2 separate regions of the Mus musculus genome follow, and region 2 is linked to region 1. The links are chromatin contacts, called in public HiChIP or PLAC-seq maps. All regions are on one chromosome and are shown on one strand. The core of a region is the stretch at or near the end of the contact, and the rest is flanking DNA. Distances in the headings are between cores, read along the strand shown.

The links. HiChIP or PLAC-seq counts read pairs in DNA pulled down with a chosen protein or histone mark.
Region 2: a contact with region 1 is called in an H3K27ac HiChIP or PLAC-seq map of embryonic stem cells, with 15 read pairs. The contact joins the enhancer-like site here to the promoter of Tfcp2l1 in region 1. A contact is called at or near these places in 2 of 39 promoter capture datasets (liver and neural stem cells), 1 of 15 datasets of contacts at CTCF or cohesin (the NIH/3T3 cell line), 2 of 484 Hi-C or Micro-C datasets (embryonic stem cells and liver) and 2 of 115 datasets of contacts at active chromatin or transcription factors (both in embryonic stem cells).

Annotation. Positions count from the first base shown.
Region 1 is chr1:118,625,472-118,630,386 of GRCm38.p6, reverse strand. It overlaps Tfcp2l1 (transcription factor CP2-like 1), which reads right to left and starts at 2,442. Exons shown (of 15, transcript NM_023755.2): 1 at 2,285-2,442. The coding sequence starts at 2,346.
Region 2 is chr1:118,686,760-118,691,563 of GRCm38.p6, reverse strand. No RefSeq gene overlaps it. Among named protein-coding and RNA genes, the nearest start is that of Tfcp2l1, 61 kb to the right of the region's middle. Within about 2 kb of position 1,448, at least 17 of the 459 cell types and tissues checked have an H3K27ac peak or open chromatin away from gene starts, as enhancers often do. A contact at or near this core is called in embryonic stem cells, where this site is marked.

The DNA of each region.
Region 1 (4,915 bases), core at 1,193-3,692:
TTGATGACCCTCCTCCCATCTCCATGAATCAGATCAGCTGACCCCGCTTCACTGCACTGTCACCAGTACGATGTGTTCCCTGTACAGCATCATAAATGAGTGTCCATGAAATATAACCCAGCACACACCCCAACAGTACCTAACAGGTTCTCAGAAAGCTTGCCTTTGGGCACACCTGGGAGACATTCCCTGTGTGTATTTTTTTTTTCCTGCTATTCCTGTCTGTTGCCCAGAGTAGTATTATCAGGGCTGGCCAGTTTCACCTCCACCGGAAGCAAATCTTTCCTCTTTTCCAGCCTGGGCAGTTATTAAGGAACACAGAAAGAAGTATCATCCTGCTACCCTGAGAATTGCATAATTTCATGTTTGCCCAGACCATGTAAGTTAATAACCCAGGCACAGTTACTTTTAAATTAGAGAGAGAGAGAGAGAGAGAGAGAGAGAGAGAGAGAGAGAATTAGTTAAGAGCCATCATTCAACAGTAACTTGTTTCTGGCCTGCTGTCCTTATTTGCCAAGGAATAAAAGTCACCAGAACATCAAACAGAAAGGAGAGGGAGGGCTTAAAGGCCACCCACTATTCATTGAAATCAGATGGCTTGTAGAATTTCTAGCAGAACAAAAACTGATAATAAAAAAGGAGGGCCAGAAGTTATCAAAATGGAAGAACAAGCGTAAGGCCCAAGGTTCATCCCAGCACTACAAAAAAATAAACAAACAAAAAAACAATAAAAATTAAAAAATAATAATATGAAATTAAAATTTTAAATTCTGAAAAAGAAAAACAAGGAAAGCAAAGAAAAATATTCTTGCACTAACACAGATACACAGGGCGCAAGGAAGTCAAACTACTTGAAGGTAAAAAACAAAAACAACACCAGCTTCCAGTGGGGAGTATGGTTGGTCTTTACCCATTGCTTCCTCAAAGCACCCAAAGAAACAGTGCTGCTTTGTAGTGGCTCTCAGGCTCTCAACCTCAACGTTTGCCTTCCTCCTTTCATGCTAAGTCAAAATCTTAAAAGTATCTGAGTTGGCTCACAAAACTTCCATCTCAGGCACAGATACATAAACCACACCACGCCTCAAACAAGGATAATGTTTTATGCAACTAGATTTCAAATACTTCCGCTCAAGGTCACCTTCAACTTCATTTTTAAGATAGGATGAGATTAAATACCTAATGGCTACTCACAACAATCCAAAAGAAACCACAGGTAACCCTATAGAGTGTAATACAGTTAGCATATATTTATTCTATAGCAATTTTAACTGTGGGCTCAACACCACCACCGGGATCTGCAGTCTCATGTCCCTAGTTTGATTACCATTTTCAATGGTTTGGAGTTATTTTTTAAAAGAAAAAAAAAAAAAAACTGAAGATACACCAGTGAAACCTGGCCAACCCTCGGCTTTCTAAGAAGGGGCATGTCTTCCTAGAGGAGTTCTGAACATACATGAATCAGAAGCCAGGAAGTACAAATAACAAAGAAATCCAAAAGAGGAGACTTGGGGGGGGGGTCCAAAGAAGCACTTAAGGGTCTGTAGTTAGGGCTGACAGCCCCTGGGATGTCTTCTTGAGCCCACATCAAACACACTTTGGGTTAAGTACGGCACATATAATAAACTGTGACTAGGATGGAAATAAAGACAGGTTGAAGCTGGTTCTGGCGAGTTCAGAAAAAGAAATGCCTGCCTATTAGCCCTGCAGCCAGCTGCACCATAGCGAGGGGGATAAAAAAATCAAAGAATCCCGGAGTCACCAAAGCAATTTGGGGAGGTGAGGAAGTTCTATTTCCTAAAAGAGGGAGTTCAGAGAACTTTGCAAAATCCCGCGGGACCCTCTTCCCTTAAAGTGCGCTAGCGAAATCCCCACAGAAGAGGAGATTTCTAGGGGCCATACCAAGTTGACCCCGAGCAAGGGCAGCCACCCCCTGAAGCCCGAGCCCTCAGGGCTGCAGCGCAGACCTGCTCCCGCTATCCACCTGTGGGCCCAAGGGCCGAGAAGAGCAAAGAGCGGGCGGGGCCTGGCTTCCCGGGACACTCCAGCTCCTGATAGATGAGGCAAGTTTATTTCTCCTATTGGAGTGGGGAAGGGAGAGGAAAGGCGACGAAACCCGGCTGGGGACACAGCGAGTGGCAAGGAAACCTCGAAGAAGCAGCCCGCGGGCATCAGTGCGCCTCTTCCCCGACCATTCCCTAGGGGCCTCCCGGAGGGCCCTTCTCTGGAGGCCTGAGGTTAGTCAGCGCTCGGACCCCGATCGTAGGCAGGTGTTGCCACGTCTTACCGCAAGTAGCTGCCAGAGTTGTGCTGGTTGTAGTGTTCGGGCTGCGTGTGCCAGAACAGCATGGCTGAGGCTTCCGCAGCACCGGCCGGGGCGTGGCACCGAGCTGGACGCGGCAACCCTGGCCGCCGTCCACCTTTAAGCAGCACCCACTCGAACCTGAGTGGGCTGCGGCCGGCGCCTTTTATAGGCCGTCAGGTGGGCGTGGCATTAGGGGCGTGGTTATTGCAGGGCCGTCCCTACGGCTAGCACGGCCGGAGGGAGGCGCTGAGCCGCACCTGCCGGAGCTGTGCCTTTCTGGGAGCTGGCACTTGCTTAGCTACTGACCCTGGGGACACAGCCACTCTCGCTGTGGCCTACTGGCCTCTGAGCTTCCACGCTGAGCCCAAGGCAGTTGCTCAGGGCGAGATTGTGGCCAGGAGCACCTAAGCACTCCCCTTAACGTTTTTGTTTTTCCTCGCTCTGAACACTGACCTTATACCCTTTTTTCTCTGTTGCTTTTACTTGTCTTTAACTCCATGACTAGCTCACTGAGCATATCATACATGAAGTCACCTAGCATACACAAAGCTCTAAGCCCAGGTGTGGTACAACAGGTCTCTAATCCCTGCACTGGTAGAGGCAGGAAGATCCAAAATTCAAGGTCATCTTCTGCTGCACAGTATATAAAATAAAATAATAAAAATAAACTTAAAAGAGATGCCTGGGCCTCTTACTCAGAGCCCAGAATCAGTCCTTAGTCTGAGTCCAGATGAGCCTAGGAAGCATCAGAAAAGAAAGTTTCAGACAGGTTTGTGACAGTCCTTCTTTGACAAACTGGGCTCGTGTGACATGCAGAAGAGTTTAGGAGATGGGATGAAGTGTCCAGGTGTCAGAAACACGGGAGGCAACGGGAGGTAAGATTCTCTTTCCACTTCCTTTAATAGGGTTGTTTTTAAGTCTCTGTGTGTGGGTGGGTGGGTGGGTGGGTGTGTGTGGGAAGGACACTGTGCCTTAGTGTGTGTGCAGTGTAAACAGCTTGCAGGAGTCATTTCTTTTTCTTCTACAATGGGAGTCTGGCTATGCAACTCAGCAAGGACCTGTGCTGTGCTGCTGTGCCTGCCACCTTTCTGCTCCTTTAAGATTTTGGATGTTCTTTATAATTGGCTTTTGGAAAGTCGAGTCTGCCTGAATGTGAACAGTAGTAGGCCATGGGTAGATGGGCAAGCAGAAAGGTACACAGTTCCTAGAGGTGAACCCACAGGGTGATGTCTCAGGACCTCATTAGGCATACGTTCTGCTTAATTGAATGAGTCTATAAAGACTTCCTGGGCCTGCAAGCATAGGCACACAAGTCCCCCTTCCTTTGCTGGCTCTGCACTGTCTCCAGCCACAGGTTGCTGCTCTGTGAGAAACCCTTGGGATACTCCCTGTCTGCCTCTCCAGGGACCACCTCTGCTGCTCTTGATGCTCCTAGAGGTCACATGTGTCAGGGGTTGGGCAACATTCCTGTAGCTATCACACCCAACTCTGTGGATGTGTGACAATGCAAAGGCCATTTTAGTCCTAGAGCTCTCATGGGAGAAACTGGAAAGTGATCACCTCTTCCCTTCCCAGCTCTCCCAGATACCGATACTAAAGAATTCTGTAACCAACATCCTGAGCACTAAGTTCTCCATCAGGGACCAGAACGGGGACATGCTTTCAAAAGGAGAGCACCCTAGGATAATGTCAAGAAGCCAGCCCTTCCAGAGGCTCCTATCATTCTAGCCAGGCAAGTGGACAAGCAGAAGATGACAGAGGGAAGTGTTACTATTATGGGAACCATGTGTGTGTGGTGGTGAGACCAAGACTGCCTTTGAAACTCTCCAGGTGTGGGTGGCAGTGAAGCTAAAGCCTAGCAGAGGTGAATGTGGGAATGCCCTCAGACACACATCAAGTGCTAAGGCTTGCAGAAAGGGAATCCACAAACACAAGCACGCTCCAGGGGCTCTGCCTTCACTGCTGAGCTGTCAGCTGTGACCTGAGTGGGGGTTAATTGAGCCCAGGGTGTTTGTACCAAGTGTCTGTATTGGTCCTCACCCCTTCCCTTCCAAGTGGGCTTGTCACAGGCATAATGCTAGACAAGAATCAGTCAGATTCATAGGGTACCACGAAGACTCCCACTTTGTCCAAGCCCTAAAATAAATCTGTTGGAGAGGAACTGCTTTCTGGCATCCCATCCCCTCAGGGCTCCAGCAAAGACAAACTTCAGTGGAAACTCCTTCCAAGCTGAGGATCCCGGCCCTAAGAACCTAAAACTAGGAATAAAAAGATTTACTTTCTGGGTTTGTTAAGAGCTTTCGGGGAAGAGGAAAGTGGATTCTTTTGTCCAAGTGTGTGGCGGGTGACCACAAAACTCTCTCCGGAGGGCAAGGGCAGCCTTTTGATTCCTGCTGGGAGGATAAGGATGAATTTGAGCTTTTGACTTCTCAGTCTTTGGGAAAACAATTAGTCTAGTAAAGAGAGGACTGATATGCAGATGAACCACTTCTTTTTGGTCTCTATTTTGTAAATGTATGTGATTTGCATAGACGGGAATATCAACTTTTAAAAACAATTTTATTTGCAGCTGGGGACATAGCTTTCAGAGGACAACTTGTCTCAATTGGACTC
Region 2 (4,804 bases), core at 199-2,698, 62 kb before region 1:
CAGGCAGGAAGCAAAAAGCCAGCAACCCTCATGTCTCTGCCCTCCCCCTCCTCTAGCACTAGAGTTACAGGCATGTGCTCACAGTCGCAACTAGGCCTTTACATGTGTGTCCTAGGGATTTAAACACAGGTCCTTGTGTTTCCACAATAAGCGCTCTTACTGAGCCATCTCCCTAGCTTGCTCCCTCTTGTCTTGATCGAACATCTTCTTGTCTGGCTATGCTCTAGGCGGCTGCAACACAGAGGGTAAGAAAGAAAGGCTTACATCCCACTGGATGGCATCCTAATCCATGGGCTAGTGACAGACACAGCCCTCTGTGGCATTATGAAACAGATTCAGAAGACCGAGAGGGCATAAGAGATGGTGCGAGACTGCTACATGAAGCTATAGAGAGGCCTTCTTTGATCTTCCTGGAAGCCATTCATTCATGCTGTGGGCTGGGGGATTCACTCAGAGAGAAAGTACTTGCTGCTCAAGGCTGAGAACCTGGACTCAAATCCCAAGCACCCATGCCAGGCAGCACCCAGGTATAGTCCCAGTGTATATATTGGCACGCATACCTGCACACACATATGTGCACACACGTGAACATACAGGCATATACTGTGTGGCCTAGGTTGATCTGGAAACTCATAATCCTCCTGCCTCGTTGCTATGACTACAGGCTTGAGTCACACATGGCTTCCTAGGGTTATTTTTTTTAAAAAGAGTTATTTATTTTATGTATATGAATACACTGTAGCTGTCTTCAGACACACCAGAAGAGGGCGTCAGATCACATTGCAGATGGTTGTGAGTCACCATATAGTTGCTGGGAATTGAACTCAGGACCTTTGGAAGAGCAGTCAGTGCTCTTAACCACTGAGCCACCTCTCCAGCTCTCCTAGGGTTATTTTTACTGAAGATGACAAACAGACAGACCTTCCCTAAAGTCCAGACTCTAAGCAGATACAAGAGACCCTGGGATCAGGTAACCAATGGGGGGTGGAAATATGTAATCCAGGGATTCCTTATGGGGTCATGAAAGCAAAGAATGGTGTCTGGGCCTGCCAGGTCAGGAGGTCAGGAGTGAGCCAAGTAAGGGTTCTACTGAACCTGGAAAGCCAGAGAGGGGGACATCAAACTTGGGTATGTCTAAAAACAGAGAAGCACAGGTGGCCTCAAGTGAGGAAGCCATATGCACGCGCACACACACACACACACAGAGACAGACAGACAGACAGACAGACAGACAGAGGGGGGAGGGGGAAAGGGAGAGAGGGAGGGAGAGAGAGAGTGTGGGGGGAGAAAAATGAATGGAATGTGGTAAGACCTTAAAAGGCCATCTCTTTCCACACCCAGGTGAGGCCCCAGCTGCTAGAATTCTTAGTCCCCTTAAATAAGGACAGTAGAGGAACTACACCCCCTTGGCCTGGAAGTATGGCAGAGGTGGGTGAGGCCCGGAGGGAGAGTACCTAGCATCCCGTTCATGCCTGTACCAGGAAGCTGATGCAAGGGAAGCCAGAACTACCCTAGCTCTCGGGAACTGCTCTCCAGCTGGACACACCCCAAGGGCAGGTCCTTCAGCTGAATGGCACTTTTAGTTTATCGCAGTCCCCTCCTCTCCTGTCAGCTTCCCATTGTGCAATGGAATTCACAAAAGTACAAAACAGCACAGCTCGGTGACTTCACACAAAGCCACAGTCCAGAAATAGACACCTTTGTTGTGTTCCCACCAGGCACCATGGCCTCTCCCTTTCAGAGAAAGCCAGCCTTGTGACTTTGGGATAGTAGGACCTTGTCCATATACCTGGTGTCACCATGACTCCTTGGTATCCACTTTGTGGGCCTTCTGCTGTGTGTAGAGAGTGACAGAGGACAACCATGACAACTTCCTCTGGCCTCACACACCCATATCTCTCATACACAACAATAATAATAGTAAGATTACTATTACTACTAATAATAATAATTTAAAGTAAGTTTTTTTTTAAAGACAGAATCTGACTATGTAGACCCTGCAGACTTGAGGCTTAGAATTCTCTATGTAGAGCAGGCTAGCCTCCAGCTCAAAGATCAGCCTGCCTCTGCCTCCCAAGTACTGGGATTTAAAGGTGTGTATCACCATGCCCAGCAATAAATACATTTTTTAAATAATAAAATAAATCCATGCTATTCCTTGTGTGATAGGAGCATCTTCTATTACAGTAAGATGATTGTTGGAGGCATCCCAGAGGCATCCCAGATGGCCCATATGTTGGTCACAAGGATGCCACAAGGATGCCACAGTCTTGAACCAGAAGCTTTCAGTCCCCACCCCCATCATTCAGGAGAGCTGGAGACTGTGACAATGTGGCAATGCCTCTATAAAGACCCCTAATAAAGTTGAGTATGCCTAACACCCAAGGTCCCAAATTCTATCCTTAGCACACACACACACACACACACACACACACTATAATAAAGTAAAAATGTTTTGAATAGAATGAACAAACACTGACCAAATGCTGCTCTTAGTTTTGTGAGGCAACATTGTGGAATGTTGAACTTGAAGAAAGAGGCCCGAGAATCTCTCCTTTGAAGCACTGTGGGTAACCCGGAGACTCTTTTGTGATTGGCGGCTGGAGTCCGGTGGCCCTTACCTGTCTTCCCTCCGTGCTGCATTAACTCGGATCTGAACGTTGAGTTTCCAGGCTCTTGTGTCCCTGAACAAAGAATTTGACCAGGGACACATGGTTAGACATACAAGTAGAACAGAGACAGTTTAGGAAGGAAGGAAAAGCCGGGGATGGGGTTGGGGGAGGTTGGGGTGGGTGGAGAGATGGCTCAGTGGTTAAGAGCACAGGCTGCAATCCCAGAGGACCCAGGTTTAATTTCTAGTACCCACAGGGCAGCTCACAACTGACTGTAATTCCAGTCCTAGCTAATCCTACACCCTCATACAGGCATACGTGTGGCCAAACACCAGTTCACATAAAAATTTAAAAATAATAATAATTTAGAAAAGGGAAGGAGCTGGTAAGATGGCTCAGTGGGTAAGAGCACTGACTGCTCTTCAGAAGGTCCCGAGTTCAAATCCCAGCAACCACATGGTGGCTCACAACCACCCGTAACGAGATCTGACACCCTCTTCTGGTGCATCTGAAGACAGCTACAGTGTACTTATTTACAATAATAAATAAATCTTAAAAAAAAGAAAAAAAGAAAAAAGAAAAAAAAAAGGAAAGGAAAGGAAAGCAGGCTAGTGAGCCCTGGGAAAGGCGGACACTCGAAAGGGCTGGTCCAGAAGCCAGCAGCACAGCTCCGCAGATAAAGCCACTTTTGGCCAAACTTGAAGTCCTGAGTTTGATTCCCAGAACCAAAAGGCAAGAACTGCTGCCATGAATTTCCCTCTGACTTCCACACATGTAGCACGTGTGTGCACATCCTCACACATCAAACAAACAGCCAATAAGGGTAGCTGAAGAAAAGCTGTGTGCAGGAGACTCGGGACCTTTTTATAGCTGATTTACATAGCACGCACCTGGTCCGTATTTGAGTATGGCGGGCTTTCCTCCCACTTACTGGTGTATGAAGCCCAGCTCAGCTGAGAAGGGCTTCTGGGTGTTTTTTTAACTGGATTCAGGGTAATCTTGATGAGCGTCTTCACATCTCTATTCTGCCACACGGTGATGGTTTGTTGGACACCCCACTGGCAGCCAGAACAATGGAGCACTCAATGATGCGTTGTGTATGGTGTAGAGAAAACGATTTAAGCAAGCACACCCCTTACCCCCAGTGCCAAAACTGAGCATAGTATGCCCTCGGGGTGGAGTCGGGATTGCAAGTTCAAGATAAATAGTGTTCAAGGTTAGGCTGAGTTACAAAAAGAAGATGGCTCAGCCTACACAGCTTATGGTGTGGGCACCTGACTTCTTTGCTTCCTTTCAGTGGGCCTCAGTTTCCCCAGCAGCAGCAGGAACCACAGAGATTAGACTAGCTCCGAGTCCTCACACAGTCCTGAGGTTTTTCTGGGGGCCTCGGAGCACACAGCACTCTGCCTTCCAGAGTACCCCTGAGCTGCTCTCTCCTAACGGGGGTGGGGAGGGTGAGTCTACACAATTCCCTGCTTCCTACGGCATGCCCCTGGAGGCCTGCAGGCCAGTGCCACAGCTGTGTCATGCAGGAGCTTCGACCTTCAGCCCTGCCTGACAGTGGGCCTCTGTGTGCCCAGCCATGGCGGCCCCACACTGCCTGTCTGTTTTGTATACAAACATGGCCCTTGGGGCTTTGGAAGGTGCAGGCTCACTCTCTTTCCACAAACAATGCACTTTTTTTCTTAAAGTTGACAGCATATGCTTGAGTTAGTCACACAAGTAAGGGCCTTGGAAAGATCCTGCAAGAAGTAGAAGACAGTCAGCCTCTCTCTATTCCTGTCGCCATTGTAGTGCCTGGTACTGCACACTGTGGGCTCAAGAGGACAACTGGTTGGAAAAGAACATGAATGAATTATAAACAAATAGGTCCTAAAGATCAACTTTCTTCTCACCACCCCCAAGCACCCCACCCCTGCTGCCCTGAAGCACCAGGTATGGGCTCCTCAAGGAAGAGTTGTCTTGGCTTTTTTGTTGCTTTGAACAGAGTCTCAGGTAGCCCAGGTTGGCCTTGAAATCTCCATGTAGCCAACAATGAACACTAATGCCTGATTCTCTTGCCTTTACCGTCCAAAGTCTGGGACCATAGGAATGTATCACCATGCCCTGCTTATGCTGAGGATGACTTCCAGCAGGCTAAGCAAGTACTCTACCACCTGGCCTCCTTTTATAAAGAAGGGCTGACTATGGAG